Linked DNA regions of Mus musculus: all the other regions are linked to region 4. The links are chromatin contacts, called in public Hi-C and promoter capture Hi-C maps. All regions are on one chromosome and are shown on one strand. Each heading gives the region's core, a stretch centred on a gene start, on an enhancer-like site or on the middle of the called end of the contact. The rest is flanking DNA. Distances are from core to core; before and after follow the strand shown. Region 1 holds the start of Rap2c (RAP2C, member of RAS oncogene family). Region 2 has its middle 41 kb from the start of Rap2c. Region 3 has its middle 18 kb from the start of Rap2c. Region 4 holds the start of Mbnl3 (muscleblind like splicing factor 3).

Evidence for each region. Promoter capture Hi-C pulls out the DNA fragments that hold promoters and counts their contacts. A called contact is a pair of places that touch in the nucleus more often than the background predicts. Capture Hi-C pulls out chosen DNA fragments and counts their contacts.
Region 1: a promoter capture Hi-C map of liver shows a contact between it and region 4. The contact joins the promoter of Rap2c here to the promoter of Mbnl3 in region 4. A contact is called at or near these places in 6 of 39 promoter capture datasets (the 3T3-L1 cell line, 3T3-L1-derived adipocytes, cranial neural crest and 3 more), 23 of 484 Hi-C or Micro-C datasets (the C2C12 cell line, CD4 T cells, CD8 T cells and 13 more), 4 of 115 datasets of contacts at active chromatin or transcription factors (effector CD8 T cells, extraembryonic endoderm stem cells, memory CD8 T cells and 1 more) and 2 of 9 other capture datasets (adipose tissue and liver).
Region 2: a contact with region 4 is called in a Hi-C map of epidermal suprabasal cells, with 3 times the contacts expected there. The contact joins the enhancer-like site here to the promoter of Mbnl3 in region 4. A contact is called at or near these places in 11 of 39 promoter capture datasets (the 3T3-L1 cell line, the C10 cell line, the HPC-7 cell line and 7 more), 10 of 484 Hi-C or Micro-C datasets (the 3T3-L1 cell line, B cells, the HL-1 cell line and 7 more) and 3 of 9 other capture datasets (adipose tissue, liver and pancreatic islet).
Region 3: a contact with region 4 is called in a promoter capture Hi-C map of the 3T3-L1 cell line, with 2.8 times the contacts expected there. The contact joins the enhancer-like site here to the promoter of Mbnl3 in region 4. A contact is called at or near these places in 4 of 39 promoter capture datasets (the 3T3-L1 cell line, 3T3-L1-derived adipocytes, cranial neural crest and 1 more), 8 of 484 Hi-C or Micro-C datasets (the C2C12 cell line, CD4 T cells, CD8 T cells and 5 more) and 1 of 9 other capture datasets (liver).

The regions. Positions count from the first base shown.
Region 1 is chrX:51,016,735-51,020,026 of GRCm38.p6, reverse strand. It overlaps Rap2c (RAP2C, member of RAS oncogene family), which reads left to right and starts at 2,009. Exons shown (of 3, transcript NM_172413.2): 1 at 2,009-2,401. The coding sequence starts at 2,129.
Region 2 is chrX:51,057,326-51,060,204 of GRCm38.p6, reverse strand. No RefSeq gene overlaps it. Among named protein-coding and RNA genes, the nearest start is that of Rap2c, 41 kb to the right of the region's middle. Within about 2 kb of position 1,289, at least 24 of the 459 cell types and tissues checked have an H3K27ac peak or open chromatin away from gene starts, as enhancers often do. A contact at or near this core is called in epidermal suprabasal cells and liver, where this site is marked.
Region 3 is chrX:51,034,746-51,037,856 of GRCm38.p6, reverse strand. No RefSeq gene overlaps it. Among named protein-coding and RNA genes, the nearest start is that of Rap2c, 18 kb to the right of the region's middle. Within about 2 kb of position 1,781, at least 22 of the 459 cell types and tissues checked have an H3K27ac peak or open chromatin away from gene starts, as enhancers often do.
Region 4 is chrX:51,204,523-51,207,733 of GRCm38.p6, reverse strand. It overlaps Mbnl3 (muscleblind like splicing factor 3), which reads left to right and starts at 1,744. Exons shown (of 8, transcript NM_134163.5): 1 at 1,744-1,960.

The DNA.
Region 1 (3,292 bases), core at 760-3,259, 190 kb after region 4:
CAAGGAGAAAAGTGAACTAGTCTGTCCTTTGACTTCTGTAAGTGACACTGGGGACTACTGACCAGGGACAGTGGGATTTTACACTTCTGTGATTCGCCTACCTTCTAATGACTAACACTTTGGAATGAGTAATAAATAGATCTCTTTCTCCAGCTTGGTCATTAGGGCTTTCAAATAAGGAAATGTGGAGTCACTTTAAGTAGGCTGGCCAGAGATTCTCTCAGGTTTCTGAGTGTGCTCGAATAAAGAGGGGGTGAAAAGCCCCAAATACTGCCCGGTCGTGTGGCCCATGGATAAAGTTCACAAATAGAAAATTAGCATCAACAATTTTCTCTAAAAATAGAAGTTAGAGTTATTATTTGCTTTTGAATTTCAAGGCTATGAACGAAGGCCTTTAAAACAAGGCTTCACTGTGCAACAGCCAGGTGGGCAGTTTGTTATGCGTTGCAGATGATAAAAAGACGAAATGAAATTATTCCACAGGCCTAACCATTTGCAATCACCTTTCGATATCGGTTACCATTTCTGCTGTGTAGTAGTTGGAAATAGTTGGAACAAAACTGAATAGTCCACCATAAAGTCTACTTGCACTGCTGATCCCTTTGAGCCTTGTGATATATTTTTTTAAAGTTTCATATTTGCTGAGGGAGGTGAGGCAAATGTGCCAACTGATAAAGTACAGAGTGCCATACATGACTAAAACAGCACCTTCAAAAATCAAGAGCCCACACCAACTCTAAGGGTCCTTTGCATACTTTGCTTCGGAAACATATCAAGTGGAAAGAAATAATAGCTAAGAGAATTAACTTCCTAAACTGTTTTATTTTCCCAGTAACTTCCAGCCGAGGGATATCTGGTGTTCTCAGCACTTAGATTATTGGCTGGCGGTCTCGGGCCAGGGAGGGAATCAGGTCCTCAGAAGCAGCTGCTCGACACCTAGAAGCCTAGGGACTTGGGCGGGCCCGGGGTCGAGCCATATGGCCGACCGCTCAGGGCGTGAAGGCTGGAGCTGAAGGTTTCCCCGAAGCGCCCTTTCTCAAGGCCATTGCCCCGACCTGTAACCCGGCCGGGCGGCCCGGCTCGCTCGCTCTCTCGGCGCTCGGCAGGGCGCGGCCCTAGCGCCACCCGGCTCGCCCCGAAGAAGAGGTGGGACTTTCCCCACCGGAAGTGAACGCGTCCAGTCTCGGGGAATTGGGGCACCTCAGCCAGTGTGTCAGGGAAACCCTTCCGGGTTTATATTGGGGGTGGGGGGTGGGGGGTGGGGGGTAGGGGAGGAAAAAAAAAAAGAGGTGGGTTCAACCGGAGTCCCTGCGGCCACCGCCGCCGCCACCGCCGCCGCCGGTCCGCCCCCGCCCCTTCCCCGTCCTTCCGCTAGCAGCAGGGCCCGGGCGGCCCGGTGGCCATGGCCTTGGCTTGACTTAGCCTCCCGGGCGGCTGGGAGCGTGTGGCCAGGACAGCAGGGTAAGCGGCGGCAGAGGTGGCGGCTGCGGGCGCCAGCGTGGAGGTCAGGCAACACCTAACGCGCGTCCCCTTCTTCCCTCTTCCCCGTTCCCCTCCCCCCCCCCCCCCGTTACAGGTCACACGAGCTCCGCGGGACCCTGGGGGCCCAGAGACCCCGCCCCAGCGATAGCGAGCGAGCGAGCGCGCGCGCGCGCGCGGCGGGGCCCGGAGGCTTCGGGCCGGCTCGGCAGGCAGCGGCGCCGGCAGGAAGCGGGGACCCCGGGCCCCTTTGTGTGTGTGTGCGCGCAGGGCGGGGGGGAGGGGTGGCGGGCAGCCCCCGGCCGCCAGGCCCCCGCCCCTTCCCGCGTGGGGGTGCGCCGCGGCTCCCCCCAACCGTCGCTCGGACGCTCGCCGGCGCGCCCTCCTCCCCACGCCCCCCAGGCCGCCCTGGGTTCCTATAGGAAGGGCATCAGCATCCCATCCCCACCCACCCGACGACACTTGGCTCTTTTCCCCTCCCCCTCCTGGAACTTCCTCCTCGTCCCCGGTCGGGCCCTCCGCCTCTCTCCGCACTCTCCTCCCCAGTTCGCACATTTCCGCCCACCTTCCGCCTGGCCTTGCCGCAGCGCAGCTAGCGGGGTGTTATTTTTTCCCCCCCTTGGGTAAGGAGTTGGTGAAGGTGAGACTCATGAGGGAATACAAGGTAGTGGTGTTAGGGAGCGGAGGGGTTGGCAAATCTGCCCTCACCGTGCAGTTTGTCACCGGGACTTTCATTGAGAAATATGACCCCACCATTGAAGATTTCTACCGCAAAGAGATCGAAGTGGACTCTTCCCCGTCAGTACTGGAAATCCTGGACACCGCAGGAACCGAGCAGTTTGCCTCCATGAGAGATCTGTACATCAAGAACGGCCAAGGTTTCATCCTGGTGTATAGTTTGGTTAATCAACAGTCTTTTCAGGTAATCAAACCAAGTCTTGTAATTTCTTTGAAGGGGGTGTGGTAATCCTACATGTACTTCTCATTTGCTTGAGCTGTGCGTTAATGAGCGTGTTTGGCTTTTGAAAGTTTGGCATGGTATGGAAAAGCCCTGGATTGTTTCTGTAGAGAGTGCTAAAGTAACAGACATCGACAAATATTTTAAAGTTATTTTTAAGGAAAAGAAAAGTGAAAAGGAAATAGGTCAGCCTGAGTATTTTTAGCCCTACGGTACAACCTGAAGTTGTTTATTCACTTCAACAAGTATCGATTAACGTGTTCACAAAACCTTCCGTAGATAACCTCAAGTGCGGAGCACGGTGGGCTGGGCGAAATTGTTTGAAGTCCATTCTCTCGTACACTGAGCTAAAACCTGTGTGCCTGCTTTTCCTTCCCCCTGCTCTCCTAGCTCCTAAGGTCCTCAGCTTGAAGCCTAAATCTCAGTGGTGCAAAATGCGGGCTAGGCCTGCTTTCTTGGCATTTTTCTTAGGGGAATGCAGCCGAAAGGGGAAGTTGCTGCTCTAAAAGACTAGTACCTAGGATTCCTAACCCACAGAAAGCAAGGATGACTCTCCTTTTCTCCCGTCGAGCCATATCGTTTCTGCCATCGTAGCCTATACTTACAGAAAAATATGTGGGACTGGGAACGCAGATTTCTTAGCCCAGTGGGGTAGCCAACCTGGATCTGGTCCAGTTGCTTCAGAAAATCCCTCCATCCCTCACCGGGAACTAGACTGAAGTTAACGTTATTTTAAGAGATGCACTAATTGTTGCTATTTATTCCTTGAAAATAAATGACCTTATATTGACCCGTTATATTGACCTCCATTGATTTAGGAAACGGATTTTTTTTCTGCATTTAAAGGTATGCACT
Region 2 (2,879 bases), core at 40-2,539, 150 kb after region 4:
TGTTGATGACCTGTCCTGTGGATCTTTATCTTTTAAGTCACATTTATTTGTTTGTTTTGTGTGTGTGTGTGTGTTCATGGGCTGCACTATATATGTGGAAGTCAAAGGACAAACTGCAGAAGTCAGTTTCCTCCTCCCATCTTTTGGGTCCCAGATCAAACCCAAGTCATGAGACTGGCAGTGAAAACCTTTATCACCAGACCCATCTCACTGGCGCTGTCTTAGAGATTTTCCATTGTCAACCTTCACAACCAAGTTAACCAATTTTTGACACAATTTATCAAACACACACACACACACACACACACACACACACACACACACACATTTGTTCTCCAAAGAACTCTTACACTACACTCAGCAGGTATATAAACAGTTCAAGGGAAAATGTGAACTCCGTCTATTTCACAATTTTTGTCTAGAGGCTTCTCCCATTAGTGTCGCATCATCTTTCCCTTTCTAAATTTAAAGCAGGCACACTATTGTTCAGGAAGGCCTAATTTGACAATATATACTTCTGATTTAATATACACAGTCAGTGGCCTGTGACATAGAGGTTGGCAGCCTGTTCTGACTTTTGTGTCCCTTTAGTGGCAGGAGAACAGCTTTATCTTCTTTTTTTTTCCCACCACCAGACCGGATGCACTCAGAAACCACTCCTATCACGGGCTGGGTGTGGTTCTCATTAGAAACCAAACAGCTCCAACAAGATGGAGGAGTTTGGAGGAGCAATGATTTATCAGCAAATACGTGCCTGAGGCAAGCACAGCAAGTTTTGCCACTTCCCAGTTTGAGCTGCTTTGCCTCAACTTGAGGGCCTTTCCAATGACCAGGCTTCTCAGCAGCACACAGCAAGGAAGGGAGACAAAGTGCTTTGTGGACCCCACCCGCATCTGCGGACAAGGTGGGCACAAAATGCCGAGCTTGTGTTGTGATAATTAGAGAAAGTCCAGAAAACAAGGGAAAGCTGTGCTTGCTCAAGGGATCTGGGGAGAGAGGAAGTAAAGGAAGAAAGGAAAGTCATGTCAGTGGAGTGTTTGTTTGTTTGTTTGTTTGTTTGTTTTTCATCTTCCAAACATCATTTATTTATTTACCGCTTCAGAGCAAAATGAGGACGTTTCAAGGAAGACAGTAATCAACTACGGTTAATCCAAATGGCTCATGTGTTCTCTCTGTACATACTAATAGTCAAATACTCTGCCAGCACCAGATGTTTCTAGGAGTGGTTAGCTCCAAAGCTCACTTGACATCATCCTGTGGCATTCCTCTCACTGATGTTTAACAGAGGACTCAAAGTCTGACTCACACCTTGGCCAGAGAACACATTGATTGGGGCGGCCTGTAAGGAATCACACATGCCCTCCTTAATTGGTGCCAGCTTTATGCACTAACAGTTGCCAATAGGAGAAAAAGTTCTCTTGTCTGGGATTGGGTTCCTTCTCTGATTTTTGCAGAATGAGGATACCCCAAATTAAGAGCAGGAAGAAATTGGCCTGATAATTCAAAGCACAAATACACCGTGGGACTAACCTAGAAGTTAGTACCATGTCCCAGACCACTAAACTAATGACAAGGCGTAATGTAGTATTGAATGGGCTTAGAAATAGCAAACCTTCAGCTGTTATCTCAGCATCTGGACTTTGGACTACACTTGTGTACAAAGTTATAAGGCATTCAGTAGGCTTGAAAACTGGACTCAAACTTGTTGTGTGAATGAACTGAGTCCTATCATCTGTGTTGCAATGTTTGGACTATCGTCTCTTGCACTCTGTGTGTTCCCAAAGATCATTCTCTACTGAGGGGATCAGTGCCACGAGGGCAGGAGAAAGTACTAGAGACACTTGGAAAATGGGGTAGTCATTTGCTGCTGCAAGCGGCAGCTACAATACTTCACAAAGGACAGAGATGTTTGGCTCTCAGAGGTGAGTATTACCCATGGTGAGGGCTTGAGTAACAGATGTATCTGTGAAGCAAAGGTGCAGGGTAGAAACTTCGAAGCCTGTTCAGGGAACGGCATGCAATTTCATTTGACAGCCCTTCTGTGTCTTTGACCTGTGGAGGACGGTTAGGAGCTGGGGCTAAGGTGTAATACAAGAACACCATTTATGAAAATGGATGTGCCAAAGAGACAAGATGGAGACTTGGTTCAACAGGAATGAGGGTGAGGCCAGGCAAACACACATGTGAGAATCAGGAGCCAAACCAGCGACATCTGGAAACGGTGTGGAAGAGCAGAAAAGAGGATGGCAGGACTGATCCCCAAGCTCATCCGCTGGGAATGGAGAGATGATAATATTACAGCCCCAGATGAAATCACATGGGAGGAGAGTTGAAGAGGAAACAATTGAACTGGAAGCCTTTTGGTATATTCAGGAGGAGATGCATACACAGAGCCACACACCACTGGAGTTGGGAGAGAGGTTGGGACCAGAGATAGGAAATTTGCAGTCAGCAAGCAATACATAGATGCTGGCTGAAGCCTTGCAGCCTCCTCCTGACCCCAACACAATCCTTCCTGCTGTGCACACCATGCCTCCTAACTCTGCAGGTCCTGAAACTCCTTTGGGTTCAGACATTACAATTGAGAGGCTGTCAGAAAAGGAAGGCAGTTTGGGAGGCAAATCTCAAAGGGAGATCTTGAGATATCTAAGAAATTAGGGCATCTTTGGATCTGGCATGCCTGCTGTCAATGTGGAGAGGGCCTCTCATTTAATGTGTACAGTCTGATAGGTCAGTTACAAATAGAGAACTCAAGACCTTGCACACAAATTGCCTATCAACTAGCATCAAGAGTCTTGGGTCAGCTCTCCCTACTCAGTTACACATGCTCTTGACATATATATGTTCAGTGCATGCAAGCTAATTCCAGTATTAGCCTA
Region 3 (3,111 bases), core at 532-3,031, 170 kb after region 4:
AAGGCCTTTAGACTCCCCACTGAAAACCCTCTAGTGTCTGTAATTACAGCTTGTACTTTGGGATCACATCCGTATACATTTAATTTCTTCTCCAGAGAGATGTTTTCCTGATAGCAGGAACACATTTTTATTTCCTTATTTATCTCTGTCTCCTAGCTCAGGGACTATCACATAATAGTTGTCCAACAAATCTTGACTAAGTGAAAGAAATAATTCAGTATCTTTAGTTTAAGGAACATAATGAATGTGATACAAAGCTGTGGACCTGAAGGTGATTGCTTTATAATTCAATTTCAGCCCAGTAGCCATATACTTGATTTGCCTTTTGAAATAGTATGCTTGCCTCTGTTTTCACTATCATTACCCATGATTCTTTCTTTCCATCTTTCTTAGAAAGTTTTGTCTTGGTAGTAGTATCACATGTCTTTAAACCCAGCACCTGGGAGGTGGAGACAGGTGAATCTCTGAATTTCAGGACAGCCTGGTTTACAACGTCAGTTGCAGGACAGTCAGAGCTACACAGGGGAATCCTGCCTCAAAACAAAAACAAAAACTAAAAAAAAAAAAAAAAAAAAAAAAAAAAAAAAAAAAAGGAGGAGGAGGGGAGAGAGAGAGAGCCATTTCTTAAATGAAGGCATCTGCCTTATTTATTATTATGGGGAGAGGAGTGCCTGTCACATGCTTGTAGAGGCCAGATGACAACTAGTCTCATGATTTTCTACTTCACAGTTCTTATTTATATATATTCTATTCTTTCTCCAATGACTGACACTCTCTCTCTCTCTCTCTCTCTCTCTCTCTCTCTGTGTGTGTGTGTGTGTGTGTGTATACAGAACTCAGGTCCAGAAGCAAATATCAACTGATGAGCTATTTTCCCAGTCTTGGATAGGTGTCCCCTCCCCTCCCCTCCCCTCCCCTCCCCTCCCCTCCCCTCCCCTCCCCTCCCCTCCCCTCCCCTCCCCTCCCCTCCCCTCCCCTCCCCTTCCCTTCCCTTCCCTTCCCTTCCCTTCTCTCCTCACACAAGATGGGTGAGGCTCTCTCTCTCTCTCTCTCTCTCTCTGTGTATGTCTGTCTGTCTGTCTGTCTGTGTGATGTTGTGTATGTGGGTGGTACATGCTTCTGCAAGTTCAAACACAAGTGCATGTAGAGACCCAAAATAGATCTCAAATGTCTCTCCTTGATCACCTCTGCTTTTATTTTTTTGAGACAAGTTCTTTCTGTGAACCTGTAACTTATGATTCTGCTAGGCTGGCTGGCCAAGGAGTTTCAGGGATGTTTCACCCTCTCCTGAACCCCTCCTATCTGTCACTACGGCATGTGATTCATTCTTGGCTTTTTATTTTGGGCATTTTATGTGAGTCCTTTTGTGTGGATTCTGTGGATTTGAACTTGACTCCTTGTGCTTGATTCAGCGGGCACTTTTACAACGGAACCACCTCCCCATCCCCATGACTACCCATTTCCTTGGGGCAGGTAAATGGAAAGCATAAGTTTTCTTTGTGTGCATTATACACAGTAGGCAATCAATAAGCATATGTTGAGCTAATACCTTGTGTATGGCTCTTTGCAATTGACAAAGCGTCTTACAGTGTTTCAGTGTGACAAGAAAACCAAGTGTTATTCCTCTGTCCACTCTGTTCTTTAGTTAAAGAAAACAAATAATCCTAAAGCTGGAAGCTTAGCTCATTACCAAACAATGGGCAACAACTGGGCTGAATGCTCTGGGAGCCTCCCTGCTTCTAATGCTGAGAGTGTTTGCTTCTTCCCTTTGTTTCCCTTCCATAGGCCAATCAGCTTCTCCCTGCAGGGAGCTCCTTCTTGAAGAAAGTCCCCACTGGGTTCATTGATATAAACCACCTCATGGAATGCTTCAGACGTGGAGCAGTAACAGCTGCTGGACTTGATTATCCCAAGGAAATTCTGAGCTGGGACTTCAGTAATGTGCGTGTGACTCCTTTCTGCTTTTCTGAGCTAACACAGAAAGTAAGCTTTCTCCGGAGTCAGCTCAGAGCCCAGATCAAATTACACACATCTGAATCCACGTTGCCTACATGTTAGTCAATCACATAATCGCTAGGGGGAAAAATCCTGTGCATTTTGGAGCATATATTATGCGTCTTCAATGTCCATTCAAATACATTACCACATTCGGATCATCCATCAGTGCCCCCAGGGGCAGCAAGAGGCAATTTTATTCCCAGGTGCCAGAAGGAAAACATGTTCAGAGTGATTAAATACATTACCCAGAGTTAGATAGTTACCATTTTCTTGGTTGTGATTTTTTTTTTTTGAAGCCTGGAGACTAAGTAGTCCAGACTTAAAAGAACAAAGAACATTTATTAGTAGTCACAATGAATATGTACTGTGGGTCAGCACATCAAACATGCAACAAAGAGGGAAAAGCTTCCATAGTCAACTGACAAAGGAAGTTGTATGCTTCATTTATTTGGTCAATAAATAAAACTCGTTTTTTTTTTACCACATTAGTCCCTGGCAGGCTTCTATGACAGGCAAGTTACACTCTAGTCAGTTAGAACACTGAAAAGGGGCAAGTCTATTGTACCGAGGACGCTTTGTTAACCACTGAGCAAGAACTACTCACATATACCACAAAGAAGTTCACTTTTCAAACACCGAGGAAGATTCTGTTGTTCGTTGACACAGCATTTAATTTCCCTGGATCTTGGTTTCAACATCTATTAAACAGGATACATGGTATCAACTTCTCAGAGTGGCTATGGGTGTTAATCCTGTACAGTAGGTAAATAAACACCTGAAAGGAGGGGAAATTGAATATTGTTTTCAAATTCTGTTGTGCTGAAATAACGAATGTTCCATACGCCCAAACCATAACAATGAGGATAAGTTGGGTATAATACGAAACTCTTTGTAGGTCTCACTATGTAACTGAAATAGGCCTGAACTCAATGTATATCACAGGCTCTCCTCAAATTTGTGAATCTCCTGCCTCAGCCTGCTAAGTGCTGGTGTTATGGATGTATGCCAACATTCACAGCTTGATAACTCTTATTAAGCTAGTAATTCAAATTCAACAAGACTGGAAGTCATAAGTATGCCAAGTAAGTACTGTTGCTTTTCCAAGACGCCTCC
Region 4 (3,211 bases), core at 495-2,994:
TAAAATCTCCTTTGCAGTTTTCACTGGCCAGCCCTTTCAAGCAAGAGACAATGTTGAAACCATGCTGTCCCCTAGATGGGTAACATTCCTTGAAGTGTACCGCACATTCCTAAGGAAATAATTGTTCTAGCAACTCCACAACAGTGAAAGTGGGCCTGTCTGTGTGGGTGGTTATTAGGAAAACCTGTGGGTCCCGCAGGAGTCTTGGATTGCAGTGGTGGACAGAGGTGAGGGACCCGTGTTGCCCAAGTTTAGTATAAAGACTCCTTTTGTTGAGTCACTGACATGACAGCTCCTCATTTGTTGGGTCACTGGGCATAAAGTTATACTGCCTTGCCTGTCTTCCAGTCTCTCGAAGTAACCAACACCTCTTTAGTTTGGTGGTGGCTCGTGGACTGGCAAAACCACTTCCTATATGCCAGACAAGTTTGACTTTTTTTTTTTTACAGTAGTGCAGGGACTTTGGCAAGTATGAAAGAAGGCGTGGGAGAAGTAGTTAGGAGTTCATGAGGTAACCAGGAAGTCCTTATTTTGACTTGTTAGGATCCTGGCCATAACTCTCAAGTGTTTGACATGATCCCTGTACATTGTCCTGGTGACTTTCCCAGTTCTTGCCAAATGCCATTGCAGATTTTAATGATGTGAGGGGCAGTTTGTGCCCAGTCTTCTAACCATTGCTGTCGTACTCTGATTATTTTGCATTTAACACACAGAGATTGATTTCTTGCCTAAAATGAGCTGAATTCTATTTGGATCAGTTGGGCAGAATTAAAAAGTATAATTAGCCCGAGAATTCACTTCACTCCACAACCTAACTGCCACTTAAATATGCCCTGCAATGCTTCTGCACTTTGTGCGGAGCTTATAGAGCTGAGTTCTAGACTGAAGCAGTTGATTGCATGCAGGAAAGCAGCCATGAATTGCTACGAGATCCTCGTTGACGATCCTGCATGTGTGTGTGTTATCATCTACAATTGTCCTCATAAAATTAAATAAAAGCACGCATTTATTATTGTGGGGCTCCAATTAAGAGACAGCTGGTGCTCTTATTACGCTCGCATTAAATTGAAACTTGTAATTTAGATGTCCAGATGCACACTTTAAAACCCAAGTATAAAACCGCCTTTGCTTTGTCCATTTTCCATTCAGAAGTATCTGGAACCCTACCTCAGGGCTCCTCCTACCCGGTAAACTCCCTTGCAGTAGGGGAAGCATTTCCTCTGATCAACAGTTCTCTTCTCTCAAGTTTTTGGAGCGAAATAAAAGATCTGGCGTTTTATGGAAGGGAGGAGACCCCGGAAGGCAAACGGTAAGTATTTCACCCTCCACGAGTTGAAATACGTATTGATCAAAGTCATTTTGGAATTTTTCTAGTACACCTCACCTGTCTCGGGAGTGTCTAGAAACCTATAGCTTCGCATTACAATTGCCTGTCTAGTTGGCACTGTAGTCACTGAAGCTCTAGAAACTTTAGAGCCGGCTCGCGCTCCCGACCCGGGTGGCGTGTGCATGCTTCCCGCCGGCTTTGCTTCTGAACATCCTGAACGTTATGATTTGCCCCCATCCCCCCTCCCACACACATACTTAATAACGCAATGACAAAAGCCACTCTCGGCGAGGGCTTGTGCAAGCTGGGGGCTTGGGGGTGGGGTGGGGGGAGGCGCCACACCCCCTGAGAATAAAGCCCACGCCAGCAGTCTCGGGAAAAGCAAGCGCGAAGGTACGACTCTCACAAAGACGAGATTTCACGACGCAAGTGCGTCCTACAGGAAGAAAGTGCCCCCAGTCGGAGCGCGAGCAGGAGCGCGACTTTTTGGCGCTCTTTGCGAGCGAGCCGCAAGGAGGCGGAAGACGGTCCCGGGCCGGGGCGCGGGAATCGGGGCAGCGAGCGCCGCACGGGGGAGTTCCTGCGCGTGGCGTCCTCGCAGCGAGACGCCGCTGGAGTCGCTCACTCGGAGAGGTGAGGCTGGACGGTGGCGGGGGCGGTGGCCGTGGCAGTGGCGGCGAGGGGCGACGGCTAGGCGGGGTGAGTGGCGCTACCTGGCCAGGCGGGGCGGGGCCGGTCCGGGGCGGCTGAGGGCGGCGATTGCCGGCGACTCCAGGAGTTTGGCGTGAGTTGCCTTGCGGGCGCCTAAAATCCGAATTGTCTCTCCCGAATGGCCGAGCGCTAAAGTGAGAGCCAGCGGGGTCAGCCCGGGGGAGCGCGGGGGGGAGGGATGCGGGACTTTTGTGTGTGTGTTGTGGGGGTGCACGGTGGAGGGGTGCCGGGGAGAACTTAGGGCACGCCTTTAACTAGGGGCCCCAGTTTGGGGGAGATGAGGTGGGGGTGGGATGAGGGCCGGTTGCCACAGCAACCACGAGCCTCGGCGGCAGGAGCCCCGTGCCTGCCCCGGCCGGCCCTCCCGCTTGCCCGCTCGCCGGCCCGCCCGCCCGCGCGCGCCGCGGCGGCTTGGGGAGCTGGGGCGCTCGGAGGTGTGCTCCGAGTGGACTGAACCAAGCGGTGGCGACCGCGGGGGGTGGGGAGGGCGTGCTCCCGGGCCCCTCCCCTAGCAAGCCGGCCGAGTTGGGGGGACTCCCCCATTACCGAGGGCACCCCACAAACTAGGGTCTCCTTAGGCCTGAGGCAAAAGCGTGGGGGCCTGGGGACGGGGGTGGGGTGGGGGCGGAGGTGGATGGCACCTCTGGGCTCGTGGTCTTGGTCCCCGGAGTTCGCAGCGCGTGTTGCTGGACTTGACACCGTACACCCCGCTGCCGCTGACTCGGGGCCCGGTAGCACGTCCCAGCCCTGAAGTTCTGGAGGTGGGGCGAGCTTTAATTTGCCTATATCTAAGGATTTCAGGAACCTCGCTTTAAAATGGCGGCATCCACTATACACCCCTGCTAAAGGCTCGCCCGGCACCGGGGCCACCTAGCGCAGCGCAGCGCTGCTTTTTTTTTTTTTTTTTTTTTTTGCTTCTCCCGCTAACAGATGGCATGTGCGGCTGTTGCTGCCTCTGCCCCTACTGCTGCCACTGAGAACAGGGGCCCCTTAGCCTCTGGGTTTGAGCTAGCGACGGAAGGTAAGGCTGCGGATGAGTTTGGGTTTAGGAAACTGGCTGCCTTGCTAGGACACCGATGAAATGCGCTGCTTTTAAAACTTTTTTTCTACTCCCGCGCAAACAAGGCAATTTAACACTGACTGCAACTTGTTGCGTGGGTTTATTTTTTTCCC